Regions from separate parts of the Mus musculus genome. Here region 1 is linked to region 2. The links are chromatin contacts, called in public HiChIP or PLAC-seq maps. All regions are on one chromosome and are shown on one strand. Each heading gives the region's core, a stretch centred on a gene start, on an enhancer-like site or on the middle of the called end of the contact. The rest is flanking DNA. Distances are from core to core; before and after follow the strand shown. Region 1 overlaps Ptpru (protein tyrosine phosphatase, receptor type, U). Region 2 has its middle 30 kb from the start of Gm42318.

Evidence for each region. HiChIP or PLAC-seq counts read pairs in DNA pulled down with a chosen protein or histone mark.
Region 1: a contact with region 2 is called in an H3K27ac HiChIP or PLAC-seq map of embryonic stem cells, with 5 times the contacts expected there. The contact joins two enhancer-like sites. A contact is called at or near these places in 3 of 484 Hi-C or Micro-C datasets (CD8 T cells, liver and nephron progenitors) and 3 of 115 datasets of contacts at active chromatin or transcription factors (embryonic basal ganglia and embryonic stem cells).

Annotation. Positions count from the first base shown.
Region 1 is chr4:131,817,932-131,822,026 of GRCm38.p6, reverse strand. It overlaps Ptpru (protein tyrosine phosphatase, receptor type, U), which reads left to right. Exons shown (of 31, transcript NM_001083119.2): 3 at 1,048-1,319; 4 at 1,764-1,845; 5 at 1,950-2,065; 6 at 2,324-2,498; 7 at 2,940-3,233. Among named protein-coding and RNA genes, the nearest start is that of Ptpru, 18 kb to the left of the region's middle. Within about 2 kb of position 2,801, at least 6 of the 459 cell types and tissues checked have an H3K27ac peak or open chromatin away from gene starts, as enhancers often do. A contact at or near this core is called in embryonic stem cells, where this site is marked.
Region 2 is chr4:131,124,405-131,128,681 of GRCm38.p6, reverse strand. No RefSeq gene overlaps it. Among named protein-coding and RNA genes, the nearest start is that of Gm42318, 30 kb to the left of the region's middle. Within about 2 kb of position 2,526, at least 5 of the 459 cell types and tissues checked have an H3K27ac peak or open chromatin away from gene starts, as enhancers often do. A contact at or near this core is called in embryonic stem cells, where this site is marked.

The DNA of each region.
Region 1 (4,095 bases), core at 1,552-4,051, 690 kb before region 2:
AGGGATGAAACAAGGAGTCTTGCCCTCAGAGGAGAGCGGGAGGAAGAAAGAGAGCCCTGGGGGTGGAGGGGTGCATGTCAGAGCAGGGAGGGCTACAGGGAATGGAGGAGGAGGCAAGAAGGTGTCACGCTGGAAGAGGGAGCTACCTTAGGGGAGAGAAGAGTCCACAGGAGCTGGCTATACAGTGTCTGGCTTGGATGTGTCCTTTCTAGGGTTCCAGTGGGGATAGGGACCCGGACGTTCATTCCCTACTCCTGCAGGACACAGGCAGCAGCCACCTTCCCAGGGCTCCAGGCTCACAGAGATGAATGAGATCTCCCTTTAGCAGAGTCCCTGGGGAGCCCTCCTGAGCAGGCTCAGAATGTGCTCTCAGCCAAGTCTAGGAGAAGGCGGTGCCAGCGGCTGCTCTGCAAGGGTGGCTTTGGGCTCCTCCTTGGCATCTGCATCGCCCTCACCCCAAGGAAAGCCTGATCCCCAGCCAGGCTCTGAGACACTCCCCACCTTCTCCATCACACATCGAGGACAGGATCTTCTGGTTGGAACGTGGGGTGTTTGTGTAGGAACCTGGTGTGGGCGGGAAGGGAGGTTAATCCTTTCATTCAGTCTGTCCTACATATTCATCAAGCTCCAGGCTCAGGAGCCTGTGTGTGTGAAGACAGAGCAAAGGCCTGAGGCATGACAGGCTGGTAGCAAGGCTGCCATGGGCTTTATGAATGATCAGAGCCAGAGGCGAGCGCGCGCGCGGTGTGTTGGTGGGGGTTGGGGTGGAGGAGCGAGTGAAGCTTTGGAATCGGTGACCTCAGGGGACCGGCCCTGTGATATGTGACCCGATACAGGGCTAGGGAGAGTGGTGACTTGTGGGTGGTGAGGGGCCTCGTGGGTTCTGACAAGGTTGAGTTTGTGTTTTTCTTGTCCTAGCCTTCTCCTTTGGGAAACAGAACTCGAGAGCCCAAACCCTTCATTCCCGGTGGCTGCTTCATCTCTGTCCTTTCCAGAGTGTGACCCTGGCTTCCCTTGGCCTCCCATCTTTTCTTTTTCTCTCTGCAGGTGCCTACTTGATGGTCAATGCTTCTCAGCATGCCCCAGGTCAGAGGGCCCACATCATCTTCCAGACCCTGAGCGAGAACGACACCCATTGTGTGCAGTTCAGCTACTTCCTGTACAGCAGGGATGGGCACAGCCCAGGCACCCTGGGGGTCTACGTGCGCGTGAATGGGGGCCCTCTGGGCAGTGCCGTGTGGAATATGACCGGATCCCACGGCCGTCAGTGGCACCAGGCTGAGCTGGCTGTCAGCACCTTCTGGCCCAATGAGTATCAGGTGGGCTGGGTTTAGTCAGTGGTCAGCTTGCTGGGGCTTGGAGGTAAGGGCAGGGGCAGGCCACCCCTGACGTCAGACTAGGCTGTTCAGCATCAGGAGTCAATCTGGCGTTGAGTTTGGAGTTCGACTGCATCAGTGTGGGTACAGAGTCAGAGGTCATTGTTAATAGGATGGCCACTATTGAGGGTGAATTGGAACAGGACTCAAATGGAGATTCTGTCCGACTAGATGAATCTGCTGCTTTGAGGGAGTTGTCAAGAGTAGGGATGAAACTTCTAGCCTTGACTGTGATTTTATTTTCTCTGCCCACAGCCCTGAACCAGCTGGCATGGTAGTAAGGCTCTGTGTGAGCTGGGTTGGCATTGGATGGTGGAGAGAGGTCGGGTTGGGGCCAAGCTGGTCAGGAGGGATGTCGCTTTGGCAACTGGCCTCCTATTCCCTCAGGTGCTGTTTGAGGCCCTCATCTCCCCAGACCACAAGGGCTACATAGGCTTAGACGACATCTTGCTCTTCAGCTATCCCTGCGGTGAGTCCCAGTCCACTCAGACATAAGGATGAGGGTAGCCTTGGCTCCTGCCTGCAGGGCATGCAGGCCCAGCTCATGCTGGGGCTCTGCCTGTTTTCCCACAGCAAAGGCCCCTCACTTCTCCCGCCTTGGGGACGTGGAGGTCAATGCAGGCCAGAACGCATCCTTCCAATGCATGGCAGCAGGCAGAGCCGCAGAGGCAGAACACTTCTTCCTGCAGGTGAGCGTCCCACAGAGACTTGGCTCCAAGGACCTTTTGCCTCCTTGGCTTGGTACCCTTTTGGGGTTTTGGGTCCTCCCTTCATATGCCAGCATCTATATACACCTATATACACAGTGTCTTGCCTCCCCTAGGCTGTGCTCTGCCAGCTAGCATCCCCTTAACTCTGGGATGGAGGCCAGTTCCAGGATCCTCAAATGCTCAGGGGATAGTAGGGACTCAAGTACACTGCTTCCTAACTCTCTTTTTTCTCTTCAGCGTCAGAGTGGAGTGCTGGTGCCTGCGGCCGGGGTGCGGCACATCAGCCACCGTCGCTTCCTGGCCACTTTTCCGCTGGCCTCGGTAGGCCGCTCAGAGCAGGATCTGTACCGTTGCGTGTCCCAGGCCCCGCGTGGTGCTGGCGTCTCCAACTTTGCAGAGCTCATCGTCAAAGGTCAGCCGATTGGCCTTGAGGAAGGCCCGTCTGGTGGGGAGAGGATAGGGCGGAGTCCGTGTAGAGGTGTGCATGGAGCTAGCTCCTTGGAGGACTTGTTGGGAGGTCGCACAGCAGATTTAGCCGAACGCTTGATAGCAGCTCGAGGGACCTGGGAGGAAAGAGAGAGTCTCGTGATAGGGGAGGATTAGGTTTTAGAGGTATTTTCTAGCTGTGACCTGAACAGTGTTGCCAGGCAGAGGGATGGGCTGGCCGCGTGAGAGAAGGATACAGGGAGCCCGGGCCTAAATTCCTATGCGCCTTCCAGGTGCTAACCCAGCGAGTGTGCTGGGATCCCCCAGGCCTAAACTTGGGAGTTCGGAGTGGGCGTGGCTGAGTTATGGAGTTCTAGGGCCACATGGTGGCATTAGTAGGCTCCTCCTCTTCTGCATATCGTCGCAGAGCCTCCCACCCCCATCGCGCCCCCACAGCTGCTGCGTGCAGGCCCCACCTACCTCATTATCCAGCTCAACACCAACTCCATCATTGGCGACGGGCCGATCGTGCGCAAGGAGATCGAGTACCGCATGGCACGGGGCCCGTGGGCCGAGGTGCACGCTGTCAACCTGCAGACCTACAAGCTGTGGCATCTGGACCCAGACACTGAGTATGAAATCAGCGTGCTGCTCACACGCCCGGGAGATGGAGGCACAGGCCGCCCTGGGCCACCACTGATCAGCCGGACCAAGTGCGCAGGTGAGTGGCAGGACGGCCTTCTTCCACAGAGGCAGCAAGGCCTCCCGACACACACACACACACATTTATTGACACATAGATAAAATAGCTTGGGCTATTTCTCCATAGCTTGTCTCAAAAAAATAAAACCAGATAAACAAAAGAGACAAAAAGACAATACCACCCCCGCCAACCAAAACAAAACAAAAAGACAGACCAAGAAAACAAACCACGAAACTTACCAGAGCCCTGTGATAGGTTGTTGTCATACCTACTTCACAGATGAGGTGACTGAGACAGAGATGTTAGGCGACTGGGCAAAGAACACAAAGCCAGTAAGCGGCAGAGATGGGACCAGAACTCTTAACTGGCTGGGTAACAATCCTTAAACCCTATCAATTAAAAATTGTGTGTGATGGATTTTGGCTGGATTCCTTGGATCTGGCATTGAGTCAGAAGTCAGTTCTCCCTTGTTTCGGAGGATAAAGTAGCTGTTGCTAAGGACCCCGATGCACCTGCACCCAGAAGACTAATAAGAGAAACGGACAGGGTTCTCTGTGATGTCAGTGTGCTGCTGTTTCTAGAATTTTCTTAGTGAGAAATGTAGATTCTCGATGTAGATTCATGTGCGGGTCCTCCTTACTCTATAATGTTTTCCACAGCAGTTCCATTTTAGATAACTATGGTTTAATTTTACAATGAAGATTGACATCTGAGGCTGGCAAGATGGCTCAGTTGGTAAAAGGTGCTTGCTGCCAACCCAGTCAGTATGGAGACTCACAGGGTGGAAGGCGAGAACCCATTCTCAGAAGATGTCCTCTGACTTCCAGATGTGTGCCCCCTTCCCCAAGCCAGATGTGCAGCTGAAAAATAATGTATACAA
Region 2 (4,277 bases), core at 1,277-3,776:
GCCTGGACTCCCTGCTTCCCACCACAGCCCTGGGGCCTGGCCTGGCCTGGCCTCTCCCATCCCTCTCCTGAAGGCTCCAAGTCTACCACTGACCTAGACACTGCTCAAATCTGTCAGTGCTGACTCTGTTAAAGGACTGTGGTGGCAGAAATGTGCAGGGCTGTGTGGCTCATTACTCTGTCGCCCATTTCTACAGTAGTGGCTTTGCAGGAAATTTGTCTTGAGTGACTCTGTGTTGGGTCCCAGTGTGGACGCTGGGCAGCGTTGTGACTACTTGGGACCAGAGACAAGTTCAAACTGGAAACTCACTTATGGGAGGCCACACCTTCCTAGTGGAGCATCTCTGACATTGGGTCTTCCTGGTGCTTGAGTCTCATGGAAAGTCACACTGACAGTGTAACTGTGTGAACTTACTGTCTTCAGGTGCCAGCATCTTAGGACTTGGGTATCCACTGGGAGAGGCATCCAGGTGCCAATGCTCACAGATTCAACGGACCACATCAAATATTAGCGCGCAGTCCGCTGTATGAGAAACTGCCTGAGATCTAGTGCCCACTCCACCATACCATGTCATCTGAGCCCCTTTTCTATTCTGTATTCCCCCTCCCCCTTGTCTTCCTCCTCCTCCTCCTCCTTCTCCTCCCTCTCCTCCTCCTCCACCTCCTTCTTCACCTCCTCCTCCTCTACCACCATCACCACCAGTTTGATCATTAAAGCTGGTTTTGGAGTCCAGCCCCAGGCTCTTCCCACCTCCAGCCCCAGGCTCCTTCCTCATGCCTAGCCTATAGCTGGTATCTTAGAAATGGCCTCCTCGGTAAGTCTTACAAATCATCATGCAGCCTGGGTGCCATGTTTCGGAAGCATGTTTGTATTAGATTCCATCAGCTTCATCTCACAGTGACATCAGTGAAGGCCAGCAGAGTCAGACATCTCCCCACCCCCACCCAGCTCTAGTCCCAATCTTTCCCCTCAGCCAGCTCCTTCCAAATCTCTCTGTCTCTCTTTTTATGTGTCTGTCTCTGTGTCTATCTCTGTCTCTCTCTTTCTGTGTCTCTCTGTGTCTGTGTCTGTGTCTGTGTCTGTGTCTGTGTCTGTGTCTGTGTCTGTGTCTGTGTCTGTGTCTGTGTCTGTGTCTGTGTCTGTGTCTGTGTCTGTGTCTCTCTCTGTCTCTTTCTCAGGGCAATCTGGGTCAGGGCCACACAGAGGCTTCTCCTTCACTGTCCCTAAAGAAGGCTTCATTCAGTTCTGCTCTAAGACACGTGTATGTATGTGTGTTTCTCTGTGTGTGTGTGTGTCTGTCTGTATGCGTGCATGCATGAATGCATGTATGTTCACGTGTGCATGCATGTGATGGCCACACCTGTTGTGTGGCAGGACTGGGAAAAGCTGCTGCCTTGCTGTAGGTAGGATGAGCCCAGGGCCACCTCAGCTCTTTCCAAGCCTGGCTGTGAGAAGGAGGAGGGGCTTGGAGTCAGAGAGGCATGGCATGGACCACTCAGGTCCTCTTCTTAGCTGTGTGGTGATGGCGTGACTCGCTTGACATCTCTGAGTGTCTGCTTCCTCTCTGTGAAATGAAGGCAAACTCGGAACCACTGTGAAGACTAGATAAAGCCGGATAAAGCCATGGGTGTGGACCATTCCTTTGGCAGGCTCTAAAACAGAAAGCAACCTCAGGAAGAGAGTGCAGCACTGGCATTCAAGATGTCCACCCTGATCGCTTCATTAAACGTCTTTCTCACACAGTCTTCATGTCTACAGCAGACACTGTTTTGGGGTGTCTCTAACCAGTTACCTGTCAAACCACCTACGCTGCAGAGCCTGCAGAGTCGGCAGCACAGAGCAGACCCCAGGGAACTGCAGGTTGATAGTTAGGACCATTTCCACAACGGGAGGCAAGACAGCTCAGTGGAAAGTGCACTGGCTGCCAAACCTGATGACCTGAGTTGGATTCCCAGGTCCTAAATGGTGAAAGGAAAGAACAGACTTGTACAATGTCCTCTGACATCCTCCAAGTACATGGTATAGTGCACTCTTGAGCATCCTCACACACTAACATAAGTAAAGGTAAATTTTTTTAAAAAAGACATTTCCGTGAGCCCAGATCTTCCCGCCAAGCCTTTCTCCTCCCCCAGAGACTACCATTTCTATGCTTTTGGAAGACAAATACAAACTCTTCTGATGAGTTCAATGAGACAGGAGGTATTCATCAAAACAAAACAGAACGAAAAAAAAAGGCCATGTGTGAGAGAAGGGATGGGTAGATTTGAGTCCCTCCCCACAAAGAGATTCAGTTCACCCGATGTCACCGTGGAGAAACGGGCAAGATAAACCAGGGTGTGGAAGCAGATATTTTGGCATGTTAGCAGTAAATGGGCCCACTCTGAATATGTGAAGATTCTAGAACGACCCTAATCGAAGGACTTGAATCTTTGAATTGGGGTTTCAAGAAGAAGCCTGAATGGCTCATCAGCGCCTGCGAATATGCGCAGCCTCATTAGCAATCAGGGAAGTGCAAATGGAACAGCAGGAAAAGAATCCACCTGCTGACTGGGCAGGGTGGAGGCTGGCGAGGTGGGGAGGAAGGGCCTCCCCCCATTGTGTCCTGGAAACAGAAGCTCACTCTTGCAGACTAATTCACCATTGTCTTGTAAAGCCTACCAAGCAGGCCCCCTCCCCTGTCTTGCAGCAGCTCTGCTTCAAGAGTATACCCCCAGAGAGCCTCCTGTACATGAGTACCGGGAGCCTCAGACAAGGATGTTCGTGGTCACTCATTTGCAAAAACACGAACCTAGTATCCACCCCAGTCAATACTGTTGAGTGAGTGAATCCGACTTCCAGATAGGTATGTGGGAGATGCTGCATCCAGCCTTGCAACAGCACTAGACACTGGCTCTGTGCTCCTCCCATATAAGATGCCCCTTGCACATATAAGCAACCCAGATACAACCCCTGGGCCTTCACTATGGAGTCCAGGCCTATCTGAAAGCCAACCGTTCTGTCTTTGGAGGCAACGGGAGCCCTGTAGCTGGGACCAGGTGTCTGTTATATGAAGGATGGGGCTAAGGAGCCCAGGGGACTCTGCTCCATTTCCTCTGACCTTCCTGGGACCAGGCTTATAGTTGATCAGCATCCTGATCTTCTTTCAACTCGCTGGCATGACAGTGGCCCTGGGAGAAGCAACAACAGCCATTCTTCCCCTCGGGGCACCATAATCCCCAATCCACAGGCAGCTCCAGGGTACATGACCAGGGTTCAGACCTCTAGTATCTCACACTTCAAGAAGTCCACACACTAAAGAAACCCATCATCAGAGGCAGCAGCTCTAGGCTGAAAGGAAGGGAAGGCTTCTAATGGCGTCTGGGCACAGAGTCTGCCAGAGCAGTCTCAAGGCACCAGGTACCATTTTAAGGCAAATTCTAAGGTGGATAGCAACCAGCTCAGTCTACCAAAGACAGGCTGTAGGGAGGATGTGAGCCCCACCCACTCCAGGCTTATCTCTGATTTGAAACAATATTCTAGTAATAGATGTTCTACAAGGGAAGAAATGGACGTCAGAACCAGGCAGGAGGCAGGGGTGGCAAAGTGCTTGCCATACAAACATGAAGACCTGAGTTCAAATACCCAGTACCCATGTAAAAACCCACACATGGTAGCTAGTGTCTGGAATCTCAGCTCTGGGGAGACTGGGAGATCCCTGGAACTTGCTGGCCATCCAGTCTGGTCTCACTAATGAGCTCCAGGTTCAGTGAGAGAACTTATCTCACAAGATATTTGACATTGACCTCTGATCTCCACACACCAGCATGTTTACATGTGCACATACACGAAAGAAGTATATAAAGTATAAATAAATAAATAAATAAATCGAAAATTTTTTTCATAGCCCAACCCAGATTTAGACCCTGATGTTGTTTTTTCCAATCCACCTGTATGGATTATATAATCCAGGAATAGAAATCTGTAGGGGTAAAATTAGCAATTTGTATCCATATTTTATTTCTCCCCGATCTTTTTAATAAGCACTTTAACAATGTGACTGTCTGGATGGAATTTTCCTGTTTAGTGGCCCACCATATTCTCATACCAAAGCCACTTTACCAGTCCCCATGGTCAGGTGGATACATGGTATGACCCTGTGCTCAAACCTCTGTCGTCTCTACCTCTGGTCATTTTCTGAAGGAAGTTGGCCTTAGGGTCAAGGGGCACAGACATCTGCATTCTTTAGACTCTATGTGTGGCAAGCCATCCCTGTGGGAAGCTGGCTTGGCCCCTCCCTT